Linked DNA regions of Mus musculus: region 2 is linked to region 1. The links are chromatin contacts, called in public Hi-C maps. All regions are on one chromosome and are shown on one strand. The core of a region is the stretch at or near the end of the contact, and the rest is flanking DNA. Distances in the headings are between cores, read along the strand shown.

The links. Hi-C and Micro-C count contacts between places; a contact is called where the count stands out from the background.
Region 2: a Hi-C map of bone marrow-derived macrophages shows a contact between it and region 1, with 11 read pairs. The contact joins two enhancer-like sites. A contact is called at or near these places in 2 of 484 Hi-C or Micro-C datasets (bone marrow-derived macrophages and liver) and 1 of 115 datasets of contacts at active chromatin or transcription factors (embryonic stem cells).

What each region holds. Positions count from the first base shown.
Region 1 is chr3:21,632,446-21,640,037 of GRCm38.p6, reverse strand. No RefSeq gene overlaps it. Among named protein-coding and RNA genes, the nearest start is that of Gm31693, 67 kb to the left of the region's middle. Within about 2 kb of position 5,952, at least 73 of the 459 cell types and tissues checked have an H3K27ac peak or open chromatin away from gene starts, as enhancers often do. A contact at or near this core is called in bone marrow-derived macrophages, where this site is marked.
Region 2 is chr3:22,147,909-22,155,170 of GRCm38.p6, reverse strand. It overlaps Tbl1xr1 (transducin (beta)-like 1X-linked receptor 1), which reads right to left. Exons shown (of 16, transcript NM_030732.3): 2 at 6,163-6,229. Among named protein-coding and RNA genes, the nearest start is that of Tbl1xr1, 75 kb to the right of the region's middle. Within about 2 kb of position 2,195, at least 44 of the 459 cell types and tissues checked have an H3K27ac peak or open chromatin away from gene starts, as enhancers often do. A contact at or near this core is called in bone marrow-derived macrophages, where this site is marked.

The sequences.
Region 1 (7,592 bases), core at 4,703-7,202:
AGCGAAATAAATCAGAGCTTTGGGGAATTGAAAAATAATTTTATTGTGGCATTTGTGATGTGACTTTCCTTAGACTTTGTTCTTTTGTTCTTTGAAGGTCAGGACCCTTGCTTCCCTCTCCCTGGTGAAGAGAGCTGTAGACCTCTTCCCTTTAGAAAACCTTTCTGAGCGTGAGGCGCCACTTCCTGAGTATTGTTTCTTCAGGTTTAAGTTGCTGCTTCCCTTCTGGGGCACGGTGCAAAAGGAAACTGAAATATTTAATCTTTTAAAGTCAAATTCAAACAATCCCACCTTAAAATAGCAGAGCTCCCTTTAAGCCGATCTGCACACAGACAGAAAGGGCATGCGTGCTGCACTTTGATCAAAAGGATGAAGAGCCTTCATGTGGGCTGTGAGAAAGGCAGCTGGGGAGTCTCACTGATACTTTTTATTTCTGTCTCTTCTTTCTTCCTTGTCCAGCCTTTTCTTCCCCCTCCCCCTATTTTTTGGAAACCTGTAGGAACAAACCTTTTCCCTTTCCATATGACTCTTCTATTATTTGGATACACCCTGATGAAGCTGCCAGCATTATCCTGATAACTCTTTGTCCACAACTGAAATCAAGCCCAGGCAATATTCGTTGCAAAAACTCTCTAGAGAAAAGGCAGAGTTAGTGGCTGAAAATGGATGCCGCTGTCCAGGTTCAACCCAGAGATTATAAAAGTGTCATGAAGACACTGAGATTCACATATTGCCTTCCCCTGAATGGTGACCGCAATGACAGGAACTGGACAGGTGGCATCATTACACATAATCTTTACCTCTGAAGTAAAATGAGAAAGAACCTCATGCAGCATGTTTGGGCACGTTACCAATAGCTGGCAACATCAGCAGTCATGCTTGACAAATGCAAGATGGCTTTAGGCTTGCTTGTCACAGCTTGAGCATTAAAAATATATCTCGTGGGCTGGGGAGCGGCTCAGTGGGTATAGCTTGATAACCTGAATAAGGTTTCCTGGAACCAATGCAAAAAGCCAGACACAGTCCTGCAAGCCGCTGTGGGCAAGTGCAAGGTGGAGACAGTTGGCAGTTTGCCTGTCATTCACCCTTGTCTCAAACCAGGTGGCAGATGAAGACTGATACAAAGGTTGTCTTCTGACACATGCACTGTGATGTATACACTGTGGCAAACACTCTACTGAACTCACAAACACACATGTGAACAGACTTCTGCATGTGTATATGATACAATTTTATGAAATATAATCATACCATATATGCATATGTAGGTATTATATTTGAATATATATTAAGCCTTGGTGACTGGGGTACAGCAAGTTCTGTCTCTCACTGACAGGTTAAACAGGTTCTTTTTTTTTTTTTTTAATGTGTTGAAGGTATATAAATTAAAGGGGCTGTGGTGACAGCTATAACTTTTCCTATTTCATGTGGCCTCTCTACAATATTATCCTTAAAGAATGCGTTTGCCCTTGGTAACATTTCAAATTTGGGGGTTGCTCTAAATCCAGCTTTTCAGCTCCTGTTGAAAAAACTAGAAGTGTATATCTTCCAATAAAAATGATTGGTTAGACTTGGGAGATAAGGCCCAACTGGATGAGGGCAGAACTAACTAGATGACCTCACGTTACTTTCCTGAACTCTGGCCTGCCTGACCTAAGAGTATGTTTGAGTTTGTACCCCAGTAGCAAATAGCATCTGAGCATCCTTCACCTCTATTAAATTGTGTTATTTTGCAATCAAACTTTCTGGGCCAGGGAGATGGCTCTAGGGTAAAGAGCTTGTCCTGTAAGCATGATGATTTGAGCTTGGTCCTCAGAACCTATATGAGAAAGTCTTGTTCAGCAGCATGTTTGTCATCTCAGCACCTGGAGGCAGAGGCGGACATGTCTCCCCGGACTGAATTGATGGGTCCTTGACCAAATGAGAGACCCTGGCTTCAAGAAACATGACAAATGTCACATGTGGAGTGATCCTTGAGGTTGAGGCTAAGCTTTGGTCACACAGACAAACATATAACTTTGGAGGGTCCTGTTGTTAGAACAACTGGCTAAAGATCCAGTATGGAATTAAAGTTCCAGCTTTGCTTTCCTTATGGTAAGGCTGGCTTCTCTTCCCACGCCTTTCAGGAAGACTGTACACCCTACCCTCTAACTTAGTGCCTTTTTATTCCTCTGTTCCTGGAACTGTTTCTACACTGCTGCTTCCTGCACTCCACGTCCCGCCTCCTTTCATATACTTGTCCCTGCAGGCCTACCTGTCTGAAGGAATGTGGGGCGATGTCATTGTGGAAGTACAACTTCCTTCTTTCTCTCTTCCTTTCTTTTTCAAATTTCCTATCTATTTGCAAAAAAACAGAACAAAAGCTTTAAGTTTTTTTATGAGTCTAAGTGGGCATGGTATTTATTTTGTCAATTTATGGCTGCTCACTGGAATTCTGTGAGGCTGATCCTTGGGCCAAACTTAGATTCAAATTGTTCACAGGCTATCATAGGTGAAAGTATCTTCCAGCCAAGAGTACAGAGCTGATGTCCTCATCACAACACACTGCACAGCAGCTGCTTAGATATATGCCTAATCCCTTAAATGCATTGTTCTTAATCATTTTTTTTGCAATTAAATTTCCCAGCATAATTCCTTATACATATTAATGGGATTGGTTCTGATATTTTTATACATGCATACAGTATGACTTAGTCATATAACCATGCTTCTTATGCGCTCAGAACCCTTTCGTGTGTGTGTGTGTGTGTGTGTGTGTGTGTATGTCTGTTACTTTTGTTTTGTTTTTCAACTATGAGGTATTGTACATTCACCCATTGTACTAAACATTTCAGAAAGCAGCAAGGACATATGTATCATCCCATAACCCACAAGCGATCAGCATTAACTGATTAATTTCCATAATTTTTACACTTAAGACCCAGGATGGAAGCGGAATGATCATAAGAGCCACAAGTCCAGAACATCTACTGAAAAATAATCTTTCCTGAAGAGGGATGAAGAGTGGAAGGGAAGGATGGAGGGAGGGAGAGAGAACACAAATTTTGGAAGGGAATGGTAGGAAGGAATGGGTCTTGGAGGAATTGTTGATGAATATGATCAAGATACATTGCATGAAAATCTCAAAGATTTAATAGAAATTATATATGATTTTAAAATAACTGTCCAGATAAATTTTGTCTTTGTAAAATTATTCCTTTTATATAATAGAACTGCATTAGTTTCTTTCTCCTTTTTCTCCCTTCAAACCTTCCCATGTCACCCTCTTTGATTTCTTTCAAATTCATGGCTTCCATTTTGATTATTGTTGCATATATTCCTAAATATACAAATGCAACCTGCTCAGTCTATATAATGTTACTTGTTTATAGTTTTTAGAACTGATAATTTGGTATTGGATAACTGGTAATTTGAATATACTTGCCCCATGGGAAGTGGCATTTAGGAGGTATCCTTACTGGAGAAGGTGTAGCCTTGTTAGAGGAAGTGTGTCACTGTGGAGGCAGGGCTTTGAGATCACATATATATATGCTCAAGTCTGGCCAGTGTGATACAGATGCTCCTCCTGGTGTCTCTGGAAGATAGCATCCTCTGTCTGCCTTCAGATCAAAATGTAGAACTCTATTCTTTTAGTACCATGTCTGCCTGGATACTATTTTGCTTTCCACCATGATGATAATGGACTGAACCTCTGAAACTGTAAGCCAGCCCCTTATAATAGTTGCCTTGATCATGGTGTCTCTTCACAGCAATGAAAACTCCAACTAGACAATAAAAAAAGACTTCTGGGTCTTTCCTCCGTCCACGTTAGCATGTTCATTGTTATGCTTGCTCAGCTCCTGTTTAGATAGTCATGTTGATGTGACATTTTTGGTATAGCTTTTGACATTTGTACAAGATACAATCTCAAAATAGATTCCCTGATTCCCTGGTTCTTAGAAACTTTTAGCTGCTCTGCACCCAACACACACACACACACACACACACACACACACACACACACACACACACACACACCAAAACCAACCAAACAAACAGAAAAAACCCAGGAAGCCATAGAATATATCCAAAGTACCTGTAGAGTAAAAAGAAAGAAGAAAAAATATAAATAAAATAAACTTAAAGTAAAAAATAAGAGAAGGAAAAAGAAAGAAAGAAAGAAAGAAAGAGAGAGAGAAAGAGAAAGAGAGAGAAAGAGAGAAAGAGGAAGGGAGGGAGGGAGGGAGGGAGGAAGGAAGGAAGAGAGAAAGAAAGAAAGAAAGAAAGGAAGGAAGGAAGGAAGAAAAGAAAGAAAAGAAAAGAAAAGAAAAGAAGAGAAAAGAAAAGAAAGGCCTTGCTTAACTTGACATTGTGAGATAAAGAACTTGCAAAGTTGCAGCAGAGTTCATTTCTTTTGGGTGTCTACAGCTGGGCATACAGCTTATTCCTAAAGTAGTTTATTTCCCCAATGAGGCTTTCTTGGAGGAAAGTCAATTCTCATTTGCAAGTAATTATCAATTGGAGATTGCTTCTGGTTTAGGAACGGGTTCATGTGTCCACTCATTTCAATTCTAAGAACCCAATCTGGTACAGTCCTGCATAGGCTCTGTGGATGTTGTCTCAGTCTCTTGTGAGCTCACATGTGTGTCATTGCTGATGATTTAGAGGGCCTTCTTTGCCCTCTGGCTCTTACACTTTTTCCACCACCTCTTCTGCAGGGTTCCCTGATTGCTGATGGGAGAAAGGTGATGGAGAAATCCCATTTAGGGCTGAGTGTTTCATCCATTTGCCTGCTCTGAGGCAGTCTCTAGCTTGAGAGCTTTGATGAACCTTGTCTTGGCTTCTTTATTCCTATTTGCAAATGAGAAGAACTCAAGTCTGAGTTTTAATACATTGACTGTCAGGAATATTAGTAAAAGGCCTCATAATTGGTCATAGTTTCAAACTTCAAGGAGTTTTTAGTTTTAGACCTTACAATGTGACTGAGCAGGATTGTCGTGATCTGATTGATTAAAACATGAGTAACTTCCTTATTTGGATCATCCTGTTCGAAAGTTCCAGATTATGCAAACAATGCCAAGCTGCCTTTCTATGACTGACTACCTCATTTTCTTTTATTTTTGAAGTAACTACTTAAAGGAAATGGACATAAGTAAACTTGTTCAGTAAACGTTGTGCCAGGCTTTGTTCCCAGAAAGAACACTAGAACATTCCATTGAAGATCAGAGCCTAAAGTGGGTCCCCTTAAGTTGGAGAAAGTATTCTAAGTTAGTTTGCCAATCTGCTACCTCCATCTTTCCTTCATCTCTACCCTTCACCCCGTCTTTCCTCTTTTTCCTATCCCTGCATTTGGGATGGGGCATAGATGATCTTGCTCTGTAACCTAGGTTGGCCTAGAACCCAGATTCTCCTGTTTGTCTCCTAACTGCTGAGGTTTTAAGTGTGTGCCACCAAATTAGTCTCCCCTTAGTAAAAGGGTTCTATTAGGGGACCTACTTTAATTTCTTTTAAAAAAAACTTTAAACTTCTATGGTTCTACAATTTTAGAGCAGAAATGTCAGCACTGGAACAAGCTATTGGATATGTAGTTCATAGAGTTAGTTAAGACTTACACAAATTTTTTATTTTATTTTATTTTATGTTTTTATTTTTATGTCTTTCCCCATCTGCAATTAGGTAAAACTCTAACCTACCTTAGTTTAACACAAATGCCAATCCAGATTCGATTTCTCGCCCTTCCTTGTTAGCTAAGTCAACTCTGCTTAACTCTATTAAAAGTGCTAAGAGATTAAACAAATGCCAGGGAGTCCGCGATACCGGTCTTTGACTGGTTCTTTGTGATATTTCTTTTGCATTTGCTGCCAAAGAGAGAGGGCTTGTAGTACAGTGGGCTTCAAGCCCACTCTCAGGATGAGCACAGAGCCAACCAACCAAGTCTTTTCTGTCTTTTCTTTGACTTTCTGTAGATAAGGCTGCTCTGCCTGGCAAGGAAAGGCCCTGCAGCTGTATAGGGAACTAACCTCCCCTCCTCCACTGTGGCTTAAGCCTAGCAACTTCTCTTTCACAGTCTCATGAACCACTTCATTATCATAATTTTGAGGATGTTGGCCAGGAAAAGAAATTAGTTGGTAGGCAGGAAAGGCAGTAATATGTGTGTTTATTTCTGTCCTCTCTCCCTGGAGCTTTTGGACCTGATGTGGATAGTGAATTCTAAGACACAGCTGCCCTTTTCTGAGAGCAGCAGTCTTGGAGGTGGGGGAGGAGGCTAAAACTAAGCAATGTTTGCATTTGCTAATCATAATAAAGAGGCTATTAGGAGCTGACTGATTAATCGGCCACTGCAGATTTCAATTATAGCTCAGACATTTAGATGTTTATGTGTGTGTGTGTGTGTTTGAGAGAGAGAGTGAGAGAGAGAGAGAGAGATGGATACATTAAGCACTGGTTGTGGCTGGCATTGAAACTTACTTCCATAGTGTGAATAGAAATCAAATAATTCTTTCTCTCTAAATGTGCTCTGTGAAATTATAAAGTGCTATGTAAATAAATTGGTGCTATTTCTAATGCTCAAAGCTATGTCTTAGACTTGATGAATATTTATTATTAACTCATAAAGTAGAGTTGTAATTAATTTTATGAAATTGACATACTCAGGGGATGTATCATTTCTAGCTTATCTGTTTAACCAGGTGTATGTTTTGTGAAATAATTTTATATTAGTGATATTCATAATTCCATGGTTTGTTATGTTGGTAGGCTGAAATTAGCATGCTTGAAAATTATTAAGGATAGATGCCTTCCTCACAACCAGTTTTAAACACCTTCTTCTTTTGTTCCTCCTAGTACACTAATTTTAAGGGAGAAGAAAATATTACATTGCTCTCTTTAAGAATTAAAATATTAATGTGAGGGTGATAGTAAAATACATGTGACATGGAAAACTGGGAAGGAGGCTTTAAAGATTTGAACAAGGGTAGAATAGATAAGACAGGAGGGGAGTAGACTAATTCAACCACGGATGTAACTGAGATTTATGGAAACCCACTTGTTTTTAAGTGAATTAAAAAACATAATTGAAACATGAAAAGGAGCTTAAACAGAATGGGTGGACAATGCTGCTCCCAGAAATCATGGGTTAGCAATTGAAAATCTTAGTGCTCTGGGATAACTCCTTATGGTCAGGGAGACCTCAGTGGCACTCAAAACAGCACAGATTATTGCCATTATTCTATCTTGCCCATCATAACTAGATGGTAGGATATTATAGCTGAAGATATAAGATACTTTGCTTGCAAGATGTAGATGAATCAATCTCTAAATGACTTGGAGATTCTTCCTTTTCTGGCTAGCTTTCATAATACCAAAAGGTGCTATGTAGGCTTCGAGGGGAAAAAAAAGATTATCAGTTGTCCTGCCCAACCTTAAACACTGTATCTTACAATAACAACCAGCTAGACAAGATGGGCACACTGGTATAATAGTGGCATAGTTGTTATAGGTACAACAAACTACTTTCTGTTTGGATTTGATAGCTCTTCTTAAGGAGAGATTTCATATTTTTTTACTGTAAATCTGGTTAGAAGCACAGAGCTGGGAAGGTAATAGGCTATTCA
Region 2 (7,262 bases), core at 946-3,445, 520 kb before region 1:
AAGATCACACACCAAAGCTGATTTTACCCTAGAGATGCAGGTTGGTTCAACATACACAAAACTCTAAGTGCAACTCAGCACATAAAAAGAATTAAGGACAAAACTCCTTCATTAAAAAAAAAAAAAAAGCCAAGAATTAGAAGGAGCATATCTCAGCCTAACAAAGGTTGTATACAACAAACTTATGGCCAACATTGTACTATATGGGAGAAACACTCCTCTAAAATCTGAACTGAGACAAGGGACCCTATTCTCTCAATTCTTATTCATCATGGTGCTTTAAGTCCTACCTAGAGTTTGAGGCAGAGAATGAAACACAGACACAAACATAAAGTCTTACTTAGGTTGCTCTTCCAGGATGATCAACTCCTGGTATGCAGTACCTGGACACACCTTTCAACTTTTCTGAGCTTCTGGACAAGTCCATAGAAAGCAACGTTGTGCACCAGGGAGTGGGGCTGGGCTGTGTCTCTGCCACAGGTCCTTTAGGAAGTGCTGAGCAGAACAAACCCGCCCTTCTCAAAGCCTGTCCACACATCAACAAAGAATGGGGCTGATACACTCCCCCAAACCTCCACAAACTACTCTTCCAAAGGTAGTCAGTATGTGTAGCCTTTCATCCCCTTTCTATACCTCCCCACCGGAACATTTAGATGTACTTGAAAACAAACAGTTATGATTAAGCATTCAATTCTATAGAAACTAATAGTCCCAACAGAGCCAGCCTCATGGTTCTAAGCTCAGAAGTCGTGTTAAATGAAGTTAGATATTACATTGTTGTGGAATAACTAAAGAATCAGAACATCAATTTAAAAATGGAGCTAAGACTGATGGAACAGGTTCACAAACTTATCTGTGAAGCAAGAAATTACTCATGGAACATTTAAAGGACCTGCATATAGTCTTCATAACACCTTCCGGCAGAGATGTCAATCAGAAGAACCATGGTAAATAATCTCAGATGATTACAAAGTACACTCTAAACTGCCTATTTTACACACAACACGCATGCAAACAAAGTGTATTTCTTTCTATCTAATGGGTATCTGCTACCATGTATATCTGTCCACCATGTGTATGCCTGGTATCCAAGGAGGCCACAGAGGGCATGACACTATTACTTCTTTAGCCCCTATACCTACATTTTTAAAGGTAAACAAACTGTAGTTTGTGTTGTTTTCTTTTTTTAAGCACTTACGGGGAAAAAGCAAGACTATACCACACCAAGAAATGGTATCCAATCAAAAATTTAACCAAATAACATACATAAATCAAATGCAGCCAAACAAATGCGGAGTCGGGGTGTGGTGCTCACACAAGGCTTACTTAAATACTTAAAGGAAATGTGGACCTTAAGTCATCCTGGCAACTCAGAAACCCAGAAAGCACATGTGTCAGGTCACGTTGATGGCATTGTTAGGTCAAGGGCAACTTGAGCCAAAGTGAGACAAACATCCCTACCCCACTCCACCCCCCAACAAAAAACAATTGGAAAACATAACACTAAACTTCCGGGGGAGGGGGGGGGGGAAATAAATACAGCACTCATCCCTTTCTCTATCACAGAGGAGCACTGGCTCCAGGTATCCTGGACATCCAGAACTGTGCTCTGGAGAAGCAGGTGGTACACTGTAATCTCAGCACTTGAAGGCTGCAAAAGGAAAATTGAATTGAAGGCCATCCTGTGCTATATACATACATACATACATACATACATACATACATACATACATACATGTTGTATCAGAGAACCAAATTCTATATTTAATATACTTAATTACATGTCACTTTATTATTCACTATTAAATATAATTGAAATACTGGATAAAAATTAACATCATTGTTAACAATAATTACATATTATATTATTAATATGTAAGCAATATAGCAATTAGTATAGTCAGCATTAGCTATGATTAATATGACTGCTAATACTTAACATATTGGTGAGTTTTTTCCTGTATAATTTTGTTTATTTTTAAATATTTCCTAATTATTACATATATCACATGCATAAGTATACAAAATAATCAAGTTTATGTAAACTTCACTAACAGGTTTTTTTTTCATCATGAAAATACTGGCAAAGGAGTTGTATTTTAAAAATAAAATGCTAAGTTTGTATCAGAAACACTGTATCACACACTTACATTGCTGCCCCAGAATCAACCACTTCCTGAACCCAATACTGTGGCTTCACTTCTGCTTTGTACTGAAAGCAAACAGGACTGACGTGGGGACCAGGGACATGCAGAAAGATGAAGGACATTAAAACTGGGGGGTTTTTTGTTTGTTTGTTTTGTTTTGTTTTGTTTTTTTGAGACAGGATTTTTCTGTGTAGTCCTGACTGTCCTGGAACTCACTTTATAGACCAGGCTGGCCTTGAACTCAGAAACCCGCCTGCCTCTGCCTCCTGGGATTAAAGGTGTGCGCCACAGTGGTGGCTTTAAACTAAGCACTTGGGAGGCAGAGGCAGGCGGGTTTCTGAGTTCGAGGCCAGCCTGGTCTACAGAGTGAGTTCCAGGACAGCCAGGGCTACACAGAGAAAACCCTGTCTCAAAAAAGAACCAAAAAACAAAAAAAAAACAAAGACAGAATATGAATGTCTATTCACATCATTTCAAAGACTGCAACATCAGCTTGAAAAGGCTCCCTTAGCCATGAAAATCTGATTGACATCAGTAATAATAAAACCACAAAGCAGTAGCACTGAAACAAATCCTACCTTCTAGAAACCTGGGGAACAAGTCAGTATTTAAAAACCAGTAAAGAAAGAAAAAACAAAGCAAAACAAAACATGCATGCCTCTCCTGTATAAGTCAGGACACAAGAGGCTTTCTTTATAGAAACATTAATGTTTGTGCACACTCATAGAATAATGAATTTGGCATCTAGGCCATGATCAGCAATGAGCATTCTCAACTGTTAGATGCTTCTTCAGGGATGTACTAGTGAAGTACTACTAGTAGTGAAGGACTGGTAAAGCCTTTCTAGGCTTCTATCTACATAATGAGGGGTGAGACCAAGATTAGATCAAACCCTTGGACCTAACTGTTGATTTACAGAAAATACAAGGAAAAGATGAGCGTTTCCCTAAAAAGATACAATTAACAAAGTTGAGTAGGGGAAACTCTACAGACAGTTAGAGAGGGATAATTAAGTAAACTGTGCACAGTAACTAGTCATCTTGTTGCCATTCTATAAAAAAACATAAGAATTTTCAAGAAACTTAAAAGCTATTAAAAAATGTCAACATCTCATACCTATGAGATAACCAACATTTGGATCACAGTATGGAAATTGTCAGAAAAGATAAACAAAAACACCTGCTTGCTACAAAAAGCCTGCTCAGAAATCCAAAAAGAACTTCTTAAAATCTGAAATCAAAATCTCACATAACTCTACCATGAATTAACCAAAACAGAAGCAATCCAAATGCCCACAAAGCAAGACACTAATCAAAGAAAAACATGCATAAGATGGTGTGTTCTTCAGCCTCTGAAAATAAGCAGGGAACAGCATAGGCGTTATGGTGCACATCTTTATTACCATCACTGAAGAGGAGACAAGACAGGTGGATGGATCTTGGTGCGTTCCAGGCCTGCCTGGTCTACATATCAAGCACCAGGCTAGCCAGGCTAAATGAGACCCTGTCTCAAAAAACAGACAAGGCAAATAAGATAGAGGAAATCGTGCTTTGGCTTCAACATGGATGGACTTCCAGACACCATATATAGAAACTAGAAGAGGACAATCAGGCGAGACAAGTATTGTTAGAACGCTGTTTCCAGAAAGGACCTAACCTATACCCAGAGAAAAGGAAATGACAGCGGTGCAGGTCTAGACAGACTTCTAAACGCTCAACCACTGCTGCATTAACAACAGTGAAGACAGCACCTGGTTTGTGGTTTCAAATGTGAATGCAATATGTACTTATATTCCTTCTCACATGAAAAAGTTAATGCCAGTTTAAAGCAGAAGAATGATATTGCAATTATGTAGGAGTATGCAACTTCTAATAGTGAAATATTTAGGAATAAAACTGATGTGTCAATGGCCACACTAATCAGGCAGCAGGGCACATCAGGGCAGAACTTATCAGAAAGAACATCTGTAAGAGGGGCTGTGGGTGGCAGAAGGAGCTATAGCTTTCCTCTCTAATACATGTTTGAAGCAAAAGAGTAAAAATCATCACATGACATGGTCACCAATGAATTCCAGAGAAAAATACAAAATAACTTGCACAGGAAAACTGCCAGTTCCAGTCATGTGAAGTGTATTTTAAGAAGTAAAGCAATATAAGCTCCATGTATGGTCCAGAGAAGGTGGCAAAGGGGTCACCAATCCCCAGTGTTTATATCAACAGTGCTCACTAGGACCAGGCCCTCTCACCAAACACCTGCACATGAAAGTTTCAGAGGAAACCGGGAAATAGTCTCTTCCTTATACTAGAAAGGACTGGCATGCAGGTACCCTGATAGATGAGTGACAAGCGGACAGGAAAAGCGAGTCCCTGGGGAAGGAGGCTTCATGCCCAGGGCAAGACAAGTTTACACACTCTTCCCAGCAGTGCTCGGCTGAAAAGTCACTAGTTTATTTCTGTGATTTTCTATTTAATATCTTCAGATCATTGTTGATGTAGCACAAGTAATAAACCTCAGCAATTATAAATGTGGGGTATGGAGGACTGCCGTTCACTCTACTATTTATTTATCCCCAAACACACAACAGCCAAATAGGAGGAATACAGTTAAAAGGCTCCAGTGGCTGGTAATGGCTGCTGGGGGTGGGATGTCCTTTCTCTTCAGAAGTGTAGCCACTCGAAAGCTGCCTCAACTCCAGCAAATAATCCTACACCCATTCACCAAAATAAACCATGATTAAGCCTATGGTGAATGCATCGGTGCACACACGCCTTCATGCCCAGCACTCAGGAGGCAGAGGCAGGCCGATCTCTCTGAATCTACCGCAACCTAAGCTAACAGGGAGACCCAATCTCAAAAAGAAGAAAAATAGGGGGTCCAGGTGGTACATTCATATGCTAGAGAGAAGGATTATTCCAGAGGGAGTGAGGGGGGAGGGGGTTAGAAGAAGAAAATGAAACAGATGTCACACAGATTGTCAAATAAATTTTTAATTGAAAAAAATTCTAAGACAGGGAGCAAAGGCACCCCAAACATACAATATTAAAGTAGGATAAAATCATTCTGAATTTTAGTTTGTGAAACCACTTAACCTATAGCACAAATAAATCTTGGGAATTTAATACAACACTACTATTGAATTACCACAAGTCACCAAATAGGAAATGTGGTGATTATTACATAACAGCTGAGATTTATTTATAATTCAAAGTCAAAGACTTCTAAACCTTTCTAAAGAGATAAAAGTGTCTTCCCCCCTAAAGTTAACAACTAAATAAAAATGTAAAATATTATACATTTAGCTGCATATTAACTAGTAACATCAAGATAAGCACAATGTCCCAAAACTCACTAAAATGATTAACAAAAGTAAAGGAATTATTACTATCAATATCAAATTTTTAACAAAAACAATTCTACTCACAAAATGTAGTTCATTTCACACAAAAGATCATATTTCCATCCTATTTTTGGCTGAGTGAGAATGGCCCCCACAGTCCCCTGTATTCACGTGCTTGGGTCCTAGGTTCTGAGACTGGGAAGAACTAGGAGGTGTGGCCTTATTGGAGGAGACACATCACTGGGGTAGACTTGAGGTCTCAAAAGCTCGACAATTCCCAGTTAGGTCTCTCTGTCTCATGATTGTTGTGTCAGCATGTAAGCTCTCAGCCACTGCCCAAGCACTGTGCCAACCTGACTACTGCCATGCTCCCAGCCTTGGTGGTCATGGACTCTAACCCCGTAAAATAATAATAATAATAAGCTCCCATTAAATGCTTTCTTCTTTAAGTTGCCTTAGTCATGTTGACTCAGCACAACAATAAAAAGTAAGACACTAGGTAACCATAAAAATAACAGGAAAATGAGAATGTTTAAAATAATAAACTTTTGAGCTTTCTGAGATTTTTGAGAAATTTTTAATTCTCAAACGTCTCTAGAAAACAAGAATCAGCACAGCTATAAAGCACTAACATAACACACCATGGTACAGGAGAAAAAGGAGAGGCACCTTACTTACCATTGGCAGTGCATTGATGTGAGGATGAACAACTGGATAGCCAACCACCAATCACAAGTTACTGAAGCTAAGAAGAAGGAAAACAGTTTCAGCGTTCTTAAATTCAATCTAAGGTTTCCCATACCAAGCTCTGCATATTCAAAATACTCATTTATACAAGTTTTTAGTATTCCACCAGTGAGACTGTCCAGCACAGCTGTGTTACAAACTGCAGCAAACACTGCATGCCTATATTCCTGAGGGGCTGATGCGGCAACTGACCAGCATCTGAGGAAGGTCATGCATGACCTCCCCAGTTCAGCTCGATCCCAGAGAGTGTGACTCCATTAGAGTTCATCAGACATGACCACACGCCATGGAAATGATGTGAACTTCCATTCTATATATTTTGAAGAGAGACACATTTAACCGGTTTTGGAATTGTTTCAATCACATGTCAGGTGCTAATCTCAGAGTTCACATCTCCCAGGCTTTCTACTGTTCTGGTGAGTGACTCACAGGCCCCAACACCCATGGAACATCTGCAACAGAAAAGTCATGTTTGTTCTGCCTGATAAAGCTTGTCAGCTTTATGAGGGCTCATTTATTAATTGTTGATCTTACTGCCTGTGCTATTTATTGGTGTTCTGTTCAGGAAGTTATCCCCTGTGTTCCTCACTTCCTTTTCTATCAGGTTCGATGTATCTGGTTTTAGGTTGGAGTCTCTGATCCACATGGACATCAGTTTTCTGCAGGATGATAGAAATAAATCTATCTGCAATCGTTTACATGCATATATTCAATTAGATGAGAACCATTTGTTGAAGATGCTTTCTTTTTTCTGTTAAATAATTTTGCCTTCTTTATCAAAACTCAGATGCCCATGGGTATGCGGATTTATGTCTGGGTCTTCAATATGATTTCACTAATCAACTGTCTGTTTTTATACTAATACCATGTGGCTTGGCTCTGTAGGACAGCTTGAAATCAGGAATGATGATATTTCTGGAAGTTACTTAATTATTCAGGATAGATTGTTTTAGTTCTCCTGAGTTTTCTGGGTTTTCCTATAAAGTTAGTATTGTTCTTCAAAAATTGTGTTGTAAATGTGATTGCATTGA